5 separate regions of the Mus musculus genome follow, and all the other regions are linked to region 5. A link is a contact called in public HiChIP or PLAC-seq and promoter capture Hi-C data. All regions are on one chromosome and are shown on one strand. Each heading gives the region's core, a stretch centred on a gene start, on an enhancer-like site or on the middle of the called end of the contact. The rest is flanking DNA. Distances are from core to core; before and after follow the strand shown.

What was found. Promoter capture Hi-C pulls out the DNA fragments that hold promoters and counts their contacts. HiChIP or PLAC-seq counts read pairs in DNA pulled down with a chosen protein or histone mark.
Region 1: a contact with region 5 is called in an H3K4me3 HiChIP or PLAC-seq map of embryonic stem cells, with 7 read pairs. The contact joins the promoter of Arid3c here to the promoter of Ube2r2 in region 5. A contact is called at or near these places in 10 of 39 promoter capture datasets (the 3T3-L1 cell line, the C10 cell line, cranial neural crest and 5 more), 5 of 115 datasets of contacts at active chromatin or transcription factors (astrocytes, bone marrow-derived macrophages, embryonic stem cells and 2 more) and 2 of 9 other capture datasets (adipose tissue and liver).
Region 2: a contact with region 5 is called in an H3K4me3 HiChIP or PLAC-seq map of pro-B cells, with 4 times the contacts expected there. The contact joins the promoter of Ddx58 here to the promoter of Ube2r2 in region 5. A contact is called at or near these places in 1 of 39 promoter capture datasets (pre-B cells) and 1 of 115 datasets of contacts at active chromatin or transcription factors (pro-B cells).
Region 3: an H3K4me3 HiChIP or PLAC-seq map of bone marrow-derived macrophages shows a contact between it and region 5, with 5 times the contacts expected there. The contact joins the promoter of Rpp25l here to the promoter of Ube2r2 in region 5. A contact is called at or near these places in 16 of 39 promoter capture datasets (the 3T3-L1 cell line, 3T3-L1-derived adipocytes, the C10 cell line and 9 more), 1 of 15 datasets of contacts at CTCF or cohesin (embryonic stem cells), 10 of 484 Hi-C or Micro-C datasets (B cells, CD4 T cells, the G1E-ER4 cell line and 3 more), 10 of 115 datasets of contacts at active chromatin or transcription factors (astrocytes, bone marrow-derived macrophages, cardiomyocytes and 7 more) and 2 of 9 other capture datasets (adipose tissue and liver).
Region 4: a contact with region 5 is called in a promoter capture Hi-C map of hippocampal neurons, with 4 times the contacts expected there. The contact joins the promoter of Galt here to the promoter of Ube2r2 in region 5. A contact is called at or near these places in 6 of 39 promoter capture datasets (frontonasal cranial neural crest, hippocampal neurons, liver and 2 more), 5 of 115 datasets of contacts at active chromatin or transcription factors (astrocytes, bone marrow-derived macrophages, extraembryonic endoderm stem cells and 2 more) and 2 of 9 other capture datasets (liver and pancreatic islet).

Annotation. Positions count from the first base shown.
Region 1 is chr4:41,729,796-41,732,557 of GRCm38.p6, reverse strand. It overlaps Arid3c (AT rich interactive domain 3C (BRIGHT-like)), which reads left to right and starts at 1,416. Exons shown (of 8, transcript NM_001017362.2): 1 at 1,416-1,467; 2 at 2,293-2,673. The coding sequence starts at 2,365.
Region 2 is chr4:40,238,452-40,241,151 of GRCm38.p6, reverse strand. It overlaps Ddx58 (DEAD/H box helicase 58), which reads left to right and starts at 1,327. Exons shown (of 18, transcript NM_172689.3): 1 at 1,327-1,561. The coding sequence starts at 1,456.
Region 3 is chr4:41,712,174-41,714,873 of GRCm38.p6, reverse strand. Rpp25l (ribonuclease P/MRP 25 subunit-like) reads left to right here and starts at 1,357. Exons shown (of 2, transcript NM_027278.3): 1 at 1,357-1,413; 2 at 2,060-2,700. The coding sequence starts at 2,101. The coding sequence ends at 2,592. It overlaps Dctn3 (dynactin 3), which reads left to right. Exons shown (of 7, transcript NM_016890.4): 7 at 1-76.
Region 4 is chr4:41,754,061-41,756,795 of GRCm38.p6, reverse strand. Galt (galactose-1-phosphate uridyl transferase) reads right to left here and starts at 1,279. Exons shown (of 11, transcript NM_016658.4): 1 at 1,144-1,279; 2 at 666-835; 3 at 374-449; 4 at 235-283; 5 at 1-114. The coding sequence starts at 1,168. Gm42274 (predicted gene, 42274) reads left to right here and starts at 1,024. Exons shown (of 2, transcript NR_155499.1): 1 at 1,024-1,627.
Region 5 is chr4:41,134,695-41,137,394 of GRCm38.p6, reverse strand. It overlaps Ube2r2 (ubiquitin-conjugating enzyme E2R 2), which reads right to left and starts at 1,374. Exons shown (of 5, transcript NM_026275.4): 1 at 1,149-1,374. The coding sequence starts at 1,325.

The DNA of each region.
Region 1 (2,762 bases), core at 167-2,666, 600 kb before region 5:
TCAAATGAGGTTTTTAAGAGGGAGGTGCCGGGCAGTGGTGGCACACACCTTTAATCCCAGCACTTGGGAGGCAGAGGCAGGCGGATTTCTGAGTTTGAGGCTAGCCTGGTCTACAAAGTGAGTTCCAGGAGAGCAAGGCCTATACAGAGAAACCCTGTCTTGAAAAAGAAGAAAAAAGAAGACAGAAGAAGAAAGAAGACAGAAGAAGAAAGAAGACAGAAGAAGAAGAAGAAGAAGAAGAGGAGGAGGAGGAGGAGGAGGAGGAGGAGGAGGAGAAGGAAGAAGGAAGAAGAAAAGAAGAAGAAGGAAGAAGAAGAAGAAAAGAAGGAAAAGAAGAAGGAAGAAGAAGAAGGAAGAAGAAGAAGGAAGAAGAAGAAGAAGAAAAAGAAGGAAAAGAAGAAGGAAGAGGAAGAAGAAGGAAAAAGAAGAAGGAAGAGGAAGAAGAAGAAAAAAGAAGAAGGAAGAAGAAGGAAAGAAAGAAAAAGAAGAAGAAGGAAAGAAGAAGATGAAGAAGAAGAAGAAGAAGAAGAAGAAGAAGAAGGAAGAAGGAAGAAGAAGGAGGAGGAGGAGGAGGAGGAGGAGGAGGAGAAGAAGAAGAAGAAGAAGAAGAAGAAGAAGAAGAAGAAGAAGAAGAAGAAGAAGAAAGAAGGAGGAGAGGAGGAGGAGGAGGAGGAGGAGGAGGAGGAGGAGGAGGAGGAGGAGAGGTGTGTATGCCTGTATTTCTCATACAATGTGTATATCCCGATGTGTGTGCTTGCAGGAGACTCAAGAGACTTCTGGGGGTGTAGGTGCATAGATATGGGGGCCACTGGCATGTGCATACCTGTGCCTAAACTGACACATATTTGCAGTTGGCGATAGCACGTGGGCAGGGCATGAAGGAAGGCAAAGCTCTGTTCTGGCCAGGTGTTCCGCATTCATCCCCGCATCCTTCAGAGCGATTCCAGTGTGACAACAGCTTGTTCAGGCCCTAGATCCCTCGAGTCACCTTTAAACGGAATGTGTAAAATTGGGCCCGAATTTGTGACAAGGTGTGAACGGCGGGTTCTGAGTGTGGGTTTGGGGGACACGACTTGTAAGGCTGGGCGGGGCCATGGGCCGGAGTTTACTAGCCGTGGTCTCCTCTTTCTCCCACGCGTGATTTCCCCATAGCTCTCCGGCGCCCCCCTCGAATCTGGCTGGTGGGAGACACCTGTTGGGGGGTTAAGAGGAGCCGAGCCCACCCCAGCCTCTTCCGCTGCGCCCTCCCGCCCTCACCCGCCCAGCAGGGCTCGGGTCCCGCCCCCGGGACCGCAGGCAGCCAAGCGACCGCCAGTGAGCGCACGGCGGTCAGAAGAGCGCAGGGCGGCAAGAGCGCACAGCGGGGACCCTGCGCAGGGAATCCAGCTGAGACAGGAGCCGCCCGAAAGGCGGCAGAGCAGACGGACCGCCGTGGAGACACCCGGGGCTTCGGGCGGTGCCAGGCAGGTGAGTGTAGCTGCAGGGCGTCCAGACCCCGGGATCCGGGCTCAGTGACTCGCCACCTCATGCCCGTCTGGTCCTGTCCCTGTCCCAGACCCAGACATTGCTGCCCTCTTCTCTGTACCTCTTGGATTCCTGATTCTTGTGTTTTATGTTTTTACCCGGTTTTTACACCAGTGTCCTCTATTTTCTGTCTCTTTCTAGTATTTTCTCTCTCATGCTGCGTCGCTCTTCCCGCGTCTCTCTCAACCTCATCTTGCTATCTCTTTTCAGGTGTCTGTCCCTCTCTTGTAGCTCTCTCTCTCTCTTTCTCATTCTCTCTCTCTCTCTCTCTTCCCCCCCCCCTTCCTTCCCTCCCTCCCTCCCGCCCTCCCTCCCCATCTTGGTCCTCCTCAGTCTCTATGTCCCGCTCCTGTCTCTCTTCCAGTCTCTGTCTCTGTATCTGCCTGTCGTCCCGTGTTCTCTCTCTCTCTCCCTCTCTCTCTCTCTCTCTCTCTCTCTCTCTGTGTGTGTGTGTGAGAGAGAGAGAGAGAGAGAGAGAGAGAGAGAGAGAGAGAGAGATCTCCCTGCACCACTCTCCCTTGGTTTCTGTTACTCTTTCCAATTTGCTTGATTCTCCCTATCCTCAGTTCCTGGCCATTTCTGACTCCCTATGTGTAGTCTCTGTCTCTTTTGCTCCCTCTATCCCTCTGTCTCTGTTTTCTTGATATATTAATCCTTCCCTTATAACTCCATGTATGTCCCTGAACATGTATGTCCATGAGCATCTCCTCTTGTGTTGTAGGGTGTGGGTGCAGCAAGGCCCTGCACCCATAATTCCCTCCCCCACAGCCGGCCCTTTCCTCGGGGCCCCGCCTGGTACCAGGAGCCCCCCCAGCAGGGGGACTGCGCCTGGAAGCTGTAATGGAGGCCCTGCAGAGGCAGCAGGCAGCACGGCTGGCCCAAGGGGTGGGGCCCTTGGCCCCTCCACGCTTACCGCTTCCACAACCTCCTCTGCTTGGCGCCCGGACCCTACAGGCTCCTGAGGGGGCTATAGGGGTGGTTGGGGCTGAAGAAGAGGAGGGTGCTGAAGATGAGGAGGGAGAGACACCCTTAGCAGAAGAGGAGACAGCTGAGCAGAGCCATCCAGGAGCCCGATGTCCCAACTCACCTTCCAGCCAGTCTCCTGGAATCCAACCACATGAGTGGACCTACGAGGAACAGTTCAAGCAGGTAGGCACCCTCTCTCCACCACCCACCACGGCCAAGCTGTCACGCCTCTCTCCCTCTGGCAAAAAATAGTCTACACATTCCTATCACCC
Region 2 (2,700 bases), core at 78-2,577, 900 kb after region 5:
GATCACTCTAAAAGAAGCGTTGGATAACTTCCAGAGCTGGTGTGCTGGGTACTTTTAGGTCAATTTGACACAAGCTGAATTCATCATAGAGGAGGGGCCTTCAATTAAGGAAATCATAAGACTGGCCTGTAGGGCTTTTGTTGTTGTTGTTGTTGTTTTGCTTTTTTTTGTTGTTGTTGTTTTGTTTTTTTGAGACAGGGTTTCTCTGTATAGCCCTGGCTGTCCTGGAACTCACTATGTAGACCAAACTGGCCTCGAACTCAGAAATCCGCCTGCCTCTGGAGTGCTGGGATTAAAGGCGTGTGCCACCACACCCGGCTAGGGCATTTTCTTTAAATTTTTTTTTTCACTTTTTTTTTTAACGTATTCACTTTACATCCCACTCACTGTCCCCTCCCAGTCACTTCATGCCCCCTCCCCTACTCAGTCACTTCATGCCCCCTCCCCTACTCTGAGCGGTTGGAGGCCCCTTTGGGTATCAAACAAACACACACACACACACACACACACACACACACACACACACACACACACACACACTGGCATATCAAGTCTCTGTTAGGCTAGGCGCATCCTCTCCCACTGAGGTCAGACAAGACTGCCCAGCTAGAAGAACATATCCCACGGACAGGCAACAGCTTTTGGGACAGCCACGCTCCAGTTGTTTGGGACTCATAAAAGACTAAACTCACACCTGCTACAAAAGTGCAGGGAGGCCTAGGTCCAGCCTGTGTGTGCTCTTTGCTTAGTGGTGTCTCTGAGAGCCCTAAGGATCAAAGTTTGTTGACTCTGTTGGTCTTCCTGTGGAGTTCCTATCCCCTTCGTCCCCCTCCCCACCCTGCAATCTTTCCCTCAACTCTTCTTTAGGCCTGGTGGTGGTGGTGTGGTGGCATGGAGGAGGTGGTGGAGGGGGTGGGGGTCTTTAATCCCGGTTCTTGTGAGACCGAAGCAGGGACGATTTCGGAGCTCTGTGAGTTTGAGGCCAGCCTGGTCTATAGATCTAGTTCCAGGACAGTCAGAGCTACATAGAGAAACCCTGCCCCGAGGGGGGGGGGGCGCGGGGAATGGTTAAAGATTATTGCAGGACCCAGCTGATCTGTGGAAGAGGTAACGGGTGTTTATGTTTTTCGAAACTCATTGAACAATGCACTTCAATTGTGCGCACTTTAGAAATATAAAGCCACCACGCGAAAAGCTGCGCCCCAACTTAAAGGCAATTTCCAAGGTACTTCTGGGTCCTTGCGGTTCAGTGGCTGTCTAGGTTCAGAAACGAAACTGGATCCCCGCCCCGCCCCCCCGCCCCCCCCCTCCCCAGCGCCCTGAGGCAGTTTCGATTTCCTATGGCCAGCCGGCTAGGCAGCTTTTTCATCGGGACTCCTTGGAAAGTCCCCACTTCGTTCATCTCTGGCGGATTTGCGGGAGCCAGGGCGCTCATCGATCGCCTGGAGCCACAGAATGACAGCGGAGCAGCGGCAGAATCTGCAAGCATTCAGAGACTATATCAAGAAGATTCTGGACCCCACCTACATCCTCAGCTACATGAGTTCCTGGCTCGAGGATGGTGAGTGGTCCCCAACTGGGGCTCTCAGGCTCTCCACCTTAGCGAGGGGAAAACATCACTCAGATCAGAAACAATTGAAGGCTCTGCCCCCCCCCCTCCCCCGCGCTGTCCTTAAGTTAATTTGTGTAACCCGGTGTATGTGAGACTCCCAGGCCATATTAGAGTAGACAGCATAGGGATTTGATGGTCAGGAACAAAATTCCTGCAAGCTGTAGTAACTTGCATAAGGATGCCACTCTTTTCTTTCTTTCAATGCTGGGGAAATAGTTTGTTTCTCTTATTTACACCTTCTAGACTGCTGTGTGCCTCCCTTTGTCCTGTCATGAGAAACTGAGAAATCAGAATGCGCCCGCCCCTCCTTAGATTCCTGTACAGAGCAAAGAGCAAGGCTTTGGGCTCGGGCCAAAGGTGGAGGTGGGGGCCGCAGGAAGCAAGAGGACTGACTGACACGCACATTTCTGTCAAAGGATGTTGCTCACAGGAAGTCCGTGGAAGAAAACTTTCTCCAGACTCCGTGTGTTCAGAGTTTAACACAGTTGTTCATATCTAGCTTTGGGGATTTGATTGGTGGATAATAGACTCTTTGTAAATTGCACTGGGTGTTTCCACCTGAGCAAACAGACCTCCCCACCTCACCCCCACCCCCAGGGAGAAGGGAGAGGGCGTTTGAAGGGGTGACCGAGGGCGTGCGGCAGCTACTTTTCATTTTGCCAGTTAAAGCCTAGATGTCTTTCCTGGCGTTGGACGACGGTGGCAACTGCAGGTTAATTCTGACTCTCTTGAGTTCCGAAGCCTAACAGGCTATGCAGAGAGGAGTAAAAGAGCACTACCCAGGGCTACCCACATCCCGGTTGTGTTAGAGAGAAGCAGCAAAAAAGCCCTAATGATTGGGGGCGGGGTCTGAGGAGAGGAAACCCACCCAAGAGGTTTCTTAACACCAGGGTCACTTGCCTTTCAATCCTTTAATCTGATCTTTAGTCATTTACATTAGCATACAAAGTAACTAGTTTCAATACTGAAACAAAGTAACTAGTTTGTTCAGCCATTCCTGCCATTGCTCTTTGTTCTTATTTAATTGCCTCTTCTGTGGCTCTTCCACCCCCTTTACCTGTCCCTCTCTGGATGCCCTCCCCCCCAAA
Region 3 (2,700 bases), core at 108-2,607, 580 kb before region 5:
CCCCTTGGGGTGGGGCCAGGAGCTATACTCCTGATCTGGTTTGCGGAGAGATAAAGAGTTCTTACATCATTTGACTGATACAGTGGGGCATTGTATATTTATTTACCCCATACTTGCCAATTACCCTCTAAATATCATCCTATGGTAAGGAGGGCACAGGAGGGACGCCTATACCTCACAGGGTTTGGGGAAGACCAGGTGGGCCCACATGTCAGATGGTCATGGAGGAGCAGGCAGGGACGTTCAGAACCAAGGCAGCACAGCCTTGTGTCTACATTATACCAGTAGCCAGAGAAGGAGCCCAAGAGGTTTGGATGTAGGAAATTTTAGGAATGGGGGAGAGAAAGCAGGGAGAAACAGCTATAAAGCAACGCGCTCCACCAAATGTATGCTGCCCTCTTGTGGTCTGAGGGAGTGCCTTGGCGCCTTCAAGTGCCTGTATGGCACCCAACCTGTGGAGTTGTCAGCATCTCAAATGCAGCGTGTCCAAACTGATCTGAAACTAGCATTTACCCTAGACTATTCTACCGGAAGAGTCGCCCGTTCTTCCCCAAAACTTCATCAGAGTTTTCTCTCTCTCTTTTTTTTTGAGCTTTTCGAGACAGGGTTTCTCTGTGTAGCCCTGGCTGTCCTGGAACTCACTCTGTAGACCAGGCTGGCCTCGAACTCAGAAATCCACCTGCTTCTGCCTCCCAAGTGCTGGGATTAAAGGCGTGAGCCACCACTGCCCGACTTCATCCAAGTTTTCTATCAAGTTTCTACCATCCTCAATTCTTGCTGTTTCTGTGGTTAGCATATCATCGGACAAATATTGGAGGGCCTATTTTACTCTGGATACTGAACTAGGCTCTGTGGGCACGCCCCCGTGGCCGAAGCGCTACGGTGATGTTGAGTACAGCCCCTTCCAGGGTCACCAGTAGCTGTTGCCCCGACTACCGGATCCACCCAGCTTATACACCAATCCTCTCAGCCAATGAGTTATGCACTCGCTTAGATCCTCCTGAAAACCGCCGGGGTCGTCCAGTGTCCCAGGATGAGAAGAAAGCTCAGGACTCCGTAAATAAGAGTCTCACCTGCTTTTATCCACCAGGGGCTTCGCTTTCGCTGCTCCGGTGTGTCAGCAGGTGACGCATGCCGTCCATCTTTTAAAGGCACAAATCTGCGTTCTTCGGGCGCAAGACTCCTCCGATAGCCGTTCCTTTCCCGGGTGGGCCCTCTGCAGGTAGCGGGGTGCTCCGGGATCAACGCGCCGACCGCTGGAGGCCGGCCAGATGCCACCATCACAGGCGAACAGCAGCCCGGGTTTCTCTCAGGCCCCGCCCCCTGCGTGCGCGGCCCCGCGGCTCCGCGCGCTCCCGGTCTGCGCGCCATCTTGGCTACTCCGTGAGGGTCGAGCGTCTACTGGCGACCGTGGTAAGAGCCAAATCCCAGGAGATGGGGACTCAGAGCTGGGGAAAGGGGAAATGCCTGCTGCCTGAAACAGCGGCCCACGATTGGGGAGCCCGCCAACCGCTCACGAGTGGTCCGAAGCAGCTCTCCGGTCGAGTTCCCGAGTGGCCCTGTTCAAGCCAGCCTACTCTATTAATGTGGGGGTGAGGTCTTCTCTGCCCCCATGCACCCCGTGCTCGTAGGCAGGGTCGATTCTTTCTTTGGGGAGTACTTTCTTGGGGAGTGAGGCCTCGTGGCTGTGCCCCAGGGAGTTTGGAGCCAAGAGTCTCTGGAAGCACAAAGTAAGGGAGCCTTGTCCCAGTCCTTGCAGCCTTGTGAGGAGAGCCCGCCTGTTCTTGGCAAGTTGTGGGCGAGGGGTCTGGGACCTAGCCCCCAGGAGCTTGAGATCATAAAGAAGTACAGGCCTACCCACCAGAGAGCCTGGTTTGGGGGAATTTGGTCTTGCCCGTGTTAGAAACTCGTGGATGTATTTAGAAAGGGGTCTAAGGACTCGATAATTCTTGGCCCCAGCCTTGAGACGCTGGGGTGAGGAACAAGGCGATAATCTGGAGGGAGTGATGGAGGATGGACCTGGTCATGTTCCCGCCACTCATCTGACTCTTACCCGCAGTGCATATCCAGAGAGAGACCCACCAACGTCGCGAGGGCAGAATGGAACAGTACCGGAGGGCCGGCTCTGTAGAGCTTCCAGCCTCATCACCAATGCCCCAGCTACCTCCTGACACTCTGGAAATGCGAGTCCGAGATGGGAGCAAAATCCGAAACCTGCTAGGGCTGGCGCTGGGTCGTTTGGAAGGGGGAAGCACCAGGCACGTGGTGTTCTCAGGCTCTGGCCGGGCTGCTGGAAAGGCTGTCAGCTGTGCAGAGATTGTCAAAAGGCGGGTTCCGGGCCTACACCAGCTCACCAAGCTCCGCTTCCTGCAAACGGAGGACAGCTGGGTCCCAACTTCACCAGACACGGGACTAGACCCCCTCACAGTCCGACGCCACGTGCCTGCGGTGTGGGTACTGCTTAGTCGGGACCCCTTGGACCCCAGTGAATGTGGCTACCAACCCCCAGGTGCACCTCCTGGCCTGGGTTCCATACCTAGTCCCAGCTGTGGCCCCAGACCCCGAAGGAGGGCTCGGGACACCCGGTCCTGAAGATCTGCTGCGCCTGACTGTTCTCTAGACCTGAATATCTGTGCCTTCTCTAAGAAGAGCTTGTGCCGGCAAGGCTTAAGTCTACCGAACTTGCCCCTCCCCTCCGGA
Region 4 (2,735 bases), core at 30-2,529, 620 kb before region 5:
TGGGCACCCAGCTCCTCTGTGACTGAGGCCCATGCATCGATGACAGCTCGGATCTCAGGGACAGACATGAGTGGCAGCGTCACATCCGACCAGGGGTGGAAGCACATGACCTTACTAGGTGGTGAGGGAAAAATGACATAGGGAAGTGGATTGGGTGCTAAGGGCAGGGCCCAAGCTCAGGTCTTCGTCTTCAGACCTGGGCTGGAGGTTGTAAGAGGGGAAACCCAAAGTTACCAAACTCCTCTGGCGGCCTCTGCTCGGAAGAGAGGGTGGTCACTGGGTCCTGGAATAAAGGAGTATTACTCTCTGTAGCACAGGTACCCGGGTCAGACCCAGTCTCCCTTCTCCCCAACAGTGGTTAAATTGAGGGTACCTGGATCCGGAGCATCGGGCTGCAGAGCCGGGAAGTCATTGTCAAACAGAAAGGTACCATCATAGTGGGGATTCACCTACTGACAAGAATAGGCTAGAAATACTACCTGACGGAATTCAAGGGCTATCCAGGCTGCAACGGGGGCGAGGAAGGCCCCACTCAAAGGATCAAAATTGCTTGCCCGGAAATGACCCAAAAGGAGGCGCACTGCTCCCCCTTGTGGGCGAAGGGTAGTAATAAGGAAGAAGGATTTTTTTCCTATCCCAGTTGGTGGCTGTGTATTCGGGCTTACCTCCCCATTAGCTCGTGTGGCCCCGGGACACAGAGGGTTGAGTGGGTCGTGGCGGGGCACTGTCTTCAGAAGCTGGGGCTCCACTTGTCCTTGCCAGGGCCGCTTCATGCGATGAGCCGACACTAACACCCACTCGTCCTGGAGCGGGTTGTAGCGAATATGCTGGTGTTCTGGGGAGAGACAAGGATCAGTCAGCAAAACTCCCTGTCTCTCTCTTCCCCGAGTGGCTCTAATGCCCTAGCAGGCCCAAGTACAGGGACGCTCGGTCGGCGCAGTGTTTCTAGAAGCTATAGGCTGGCGGAGGGGAGTTAAAGGGTTAAACGCTTTCCGTGCCACACGGCCTGCAAGCCCCTCCTTCCCTCGCCCGCCACCCTGGCCTCGGGTAGGAGTGCCGACCTTGACTCTGGGACTAGAACTTCCTACGGAAAAGGAAGGCTCGGCTCCGCACCGTAGCGGGTCCAGGCCGCCCAGCAATTACCGCTCGCCCGGAAGGTCGCTGCCATGGCGTCCGCCTCTGAAGCCTGCTGGCGCTGCTCAGGATCGGCTCCGCTATGCGACGTGAGGCCACACGAATTGACCTAAGGTACACAAGGTGAGCGCCCCATTCCATGTCTCCCCCCGCCCACCCTGGATGATTGGCTAGTCGCCAACACGTGACGGTGGGGGCACAGCCTGCCACTTGAGGGCGGGGCTCGGGACCGCCACGCTCACTTCCCCAGGTTGTTTTGATGATTCTCCTGCACACCGGATTGTAGCTACTTCTCTGGAGAGCATCTGTGAAAACTGGTTGCTGTGTCCATTCGTCCCGCCACGGATTCGGGTTGCTTGCACGACATTAGGGCTATTTATTGGAGCATGACATATCAGCTTCACCACTCAAGGACACTCCTGCCAGCAGCCTTTAACTGCCAATAGTCCATCAGAAAGGGCGGAGCCTCGTGAGTGCACCGCCCCCCAAACCGGTAAGAAACCTCTATGGGTCCATTCTCATGTTTTGTGCAGGTAACCACAGGTGTAGTGAGTTCTTGTGTTTGCACATCAGGCCCTGTCCTGTTCAGAAGACATCGTTTTTACTGAGCATCTTAACCGTGTGCCAGGCACCTAGGTTCTGTGTGGAGCATAGAGACGCCCTGTGCAAAGACCAGCAGCATTCTGAACTCATGACCTGGGTCACCTGCGGAGCTGCTGTGTGTGGTTAAGATGCAAGTTGTGGAGAGGGGGTGGAGGTGAGGAACTTGATCATACTATAGATGAAGCCTGCAGCCTGGCCCTTCAGGTATTGCCCGGATGTGTGAGTATTTCACTGTAACTATGCCTCTAGCCTCAGGAGCAGAAATAAGGTTAGATAAAGAGAACTGAGTAAGTATAGGGTGTGGTGGTACACACCTGTAATCCCAGCACTCCAGAAACAGAGACAGTAAACTTACAAGTTCAAGTTCAGCCTGCGCAGTTATACATAACAAGGCCCAATCTATATAAAAGTAAACCAAACGGCCAGTGGTGGTGCACACCATTAATCCCAGCACTTGGGAGGCAGAGGCAGGCAGATTTCTGAGTTCGAGGCCAGCCTGGTTTACAGAGTGAGTGCCAGGACAGCCAGGGCTACACAGAGAAACCCTGTCTCGAAAAAAAAAAAAAAAGTAAACCAAAAGACAGTAATGTGTGTGTGTGTGTGCGCGCGTGTATGCGTTTGTGCATACATACCAGGCACAGTGATGCATTTGCCTATAGTCTCAGCTACTCTAGAAGCTGAAGCAGAAGATCAATTGAGCCCACAAGTTCTAGACCATCCTGGCCAATATAGTGAAGCCAATTTCAAAAACAAGCAAAAGGCCATCAGTATTTGAAGGGCAGAGACAGGCATATCAATGAGTAGCCTGGCTACATAGAACATTCTAGGCTGTTGAGGTTTGGTCTGTTGCTATGTATTATGATGCAAAATACTGGCTGGGGAGGTGGGGAGCTGGAGAGATGGCTCAGGGATTAAGAGCACCAACTGCTCTTCCAGAGGTCTTGAGTTCAATTCCCAGCAACCACATAGTGGCTCACAACCATTTGTAATGGGGTCTG
Region 5 (2,700 bases), core at 125-2,624:
AACTGACTCATTGGCCTATTTTACCTAATTTTGGAAATAAAATAATAAATGAATTCCTAAACACCCATTCCCTCTGTCTCTACCCCCCACAACATCTTCACTCAGGGATTCTACCCTCCAAATAAACTGCTTCAGTCAAATCAAGACAAAACAAAACAAAACAAAACAAAAACAGTATCTCCAAGTACTGAACTCAGAAATAATTAATGGAAACAATGTCTATATAGTGGCAGCCTAAGGAAACACTCCACCATGAGAAAGCCTATCACCTCGGATGCAGCTCATCTGTGGGACGACCCCATTTGTTGGAGCTAACCACCTAAGCAAAAGCTTTTAATCTTGTCTCTCGAAAGTGGGAAACTATCAATCTGCCTGACGCGTTCCACCCTTTGTGGATGTTTGTACATGGAGTGTGTGGGGGGGGGGGGGGGGGTGCTAGTAAACTTGGTAGGAAAGGACAAAGGGCATTTTGGAAGCAGCAGAGACTGACTATAAAGTAAATGGAAAACGAGGACAGAAAGAGGACTAAATTAAAGTCCCCTCGAGTGGATGAACAACAAGACAACGGCCAGCACACCACCCTCCCTTTTTTGGCCACCCCCATGGTCCTCTTCCTTATTACCACCTACTGTAATCAAAAGTTGGACTACCACTACCCAAGACCAACAAATCCTCCAAATGTCAGGGCACTAGCAACACGGGCAATGACAGGCTAATATTCCTCCCCCACACCCCCCTAAAAAAGAGAAAAGTCCAATCCAGTAAGTGCAGGTCACCCTGCCCTCTGGGGCAGTTCCAGCCTGCGCAGAGAAGGCTCAGATGGGTCCGAGAAAGAGAAGCTAGACCATCCCTATTTCCACACACCCCTCAGCTGGAGAAACAAAACAAAGGCAGCCCTCCTTCCCGATAGCCACTACCCCAGCCAAAGAGGCTTTTCCTATTTCCCGGTGCAGTCTGGCCTCCCGCCCCCGCCCCATGACAAAGAAAAGGCACTTGGTGAGCAAGGCCTTCCTGCCTCTACGGATGGGGGAGGGGGCTGCGAGGTGAGGAGCCCCCACCCCCCACCCCCGGCTCCCCCGAGCTCACGCTCCCCGCCAGCGGCGGAAAGCCGAGACCGGGGAAGCTGGGCCGAGAAAGGGTGGCGGTACCTTGAAGTAGCCGCCTTCGTAGAGGGTGTTAGGGGGTCCGAAGATGGCCACCTCCCAGTTGTAGAGGTCGGACTCATCCACCAGGGTGATCCGGAAGCCCTCCACCGGTTCCTCCTGCAGGGATTTCAGCTCAAGCATCAGGGCTTTCTGCGAGCTGGTCATCTGCTGCTGGGCCATCGCGGCGGCGGCGGCCGTGCGGGGCCGCGGCCCCAGTCCTCGCGCACCGGCCGGGCCGGACCAGGCCCCTCCCCTCCGCTCGCCCTCGGGCCGGGCCGGGCCCCTGTCTGTCCTCACACGCCTGGCGGGGCCGGACCAGGCCCCAGACGGCCCGCGGGCCCGCCCGGGGTCCTCCTCACTCACGACTCGGGCCGGCCCGGGCCCTCCTCACACTCGGGCCGGGCGGGGGCGGGCCTAAGGGAGTTGGGGGAATCCGCTCCGGGCTCCGGGCCTCCCCCCCCCGGAGGGGGCCTCTACTTATGGGGGGGGGAGTGGAGGTGGAAGCGAAGGAAGGCGGCGGAGGGCAGACGATGGTGAAGACAGGGGTGGGGGGGCCGAGGCGGCCCGGGATCGCCGTGCTCGCTCGCCCTCTCGTTCTCCGCGGGGGCCGGAGGGGCGCACGAGGGAGGGCGCGCCGTGCGCTGGGGTCTCGGGACGGCGGCGGCGGCGGCTGCGCGGGGGGAGGGGCGGAGGAGGAGAGCGAGAGCGCCTCGCGCCGCGGGAGCAACAGAGCAGAGAAGGAGGGAGGGAGGGAGGGAGGGAGAGGAGGAGGGGCGCGCGCCGGGAGGGGGGCGGCTCGCGGCGACAGCGGCCCGGTGCGCGTGCGCGCGCCCCTCCCTCCCTCCTTCCCTCCCCCCCCCCCCGCCCTCCTCGCTGTGCTCTGCTCTACTCTGCTCCTGCCTGCTCGCTTCTCCACTCCCCCCTCCAACCCCCACCCCCAACCCCGGCCAGGCCCCACGGTGGCTGCGCTTTGTGACGCTTGCGCGTGTCCCCCACCCTTAAAGAGCCAAGCGGAGGTGGGGATCAAGGGCGGGTCGCAGAGGATTACTTTGGGCCCTAAGTGACGGTTGTGCGGCTGGACGCCGCGGTTCCAGAGGCGTGTCCCGGAAGGAACCTCAGCTCCTAAGGCTCTCAGCACTAGCGCCCAGTGTGTCCCCTGGCCTCCGCAACCTTCCTGTGAGGAGCCCTGGTCCTCCGCATGCACCCCTCGGTGACACCCAGGCTGTGGTCCTTACACTTAGTAGTGCTTCAGTAGGTTGTGTCTCCCACCTCAGGGGAGGCAGTCTCCCAAAGGAAAGCTAGAGAAAAGCAGGCAAGCTCCCGCTTCCTTTTACCGAGAGTAAGTAGTAGGTTGTGTAGAAAGCGGAGAGAACTAATGTTGAGCCCGATTACGGGGCTTCCATGAGATTTGGGGAAGAGCGCTGGCTATAACTTAGTCTACTTCTTTGCAAAATATTGATGTTGGCCTAGTGTGGCCTTGGAAGGGGACAAAAGCAAAATGATCAGTGTGAGGCCAACCTGGTCTACTTAAGTAGTTCCTTACCAGTCAGTACTA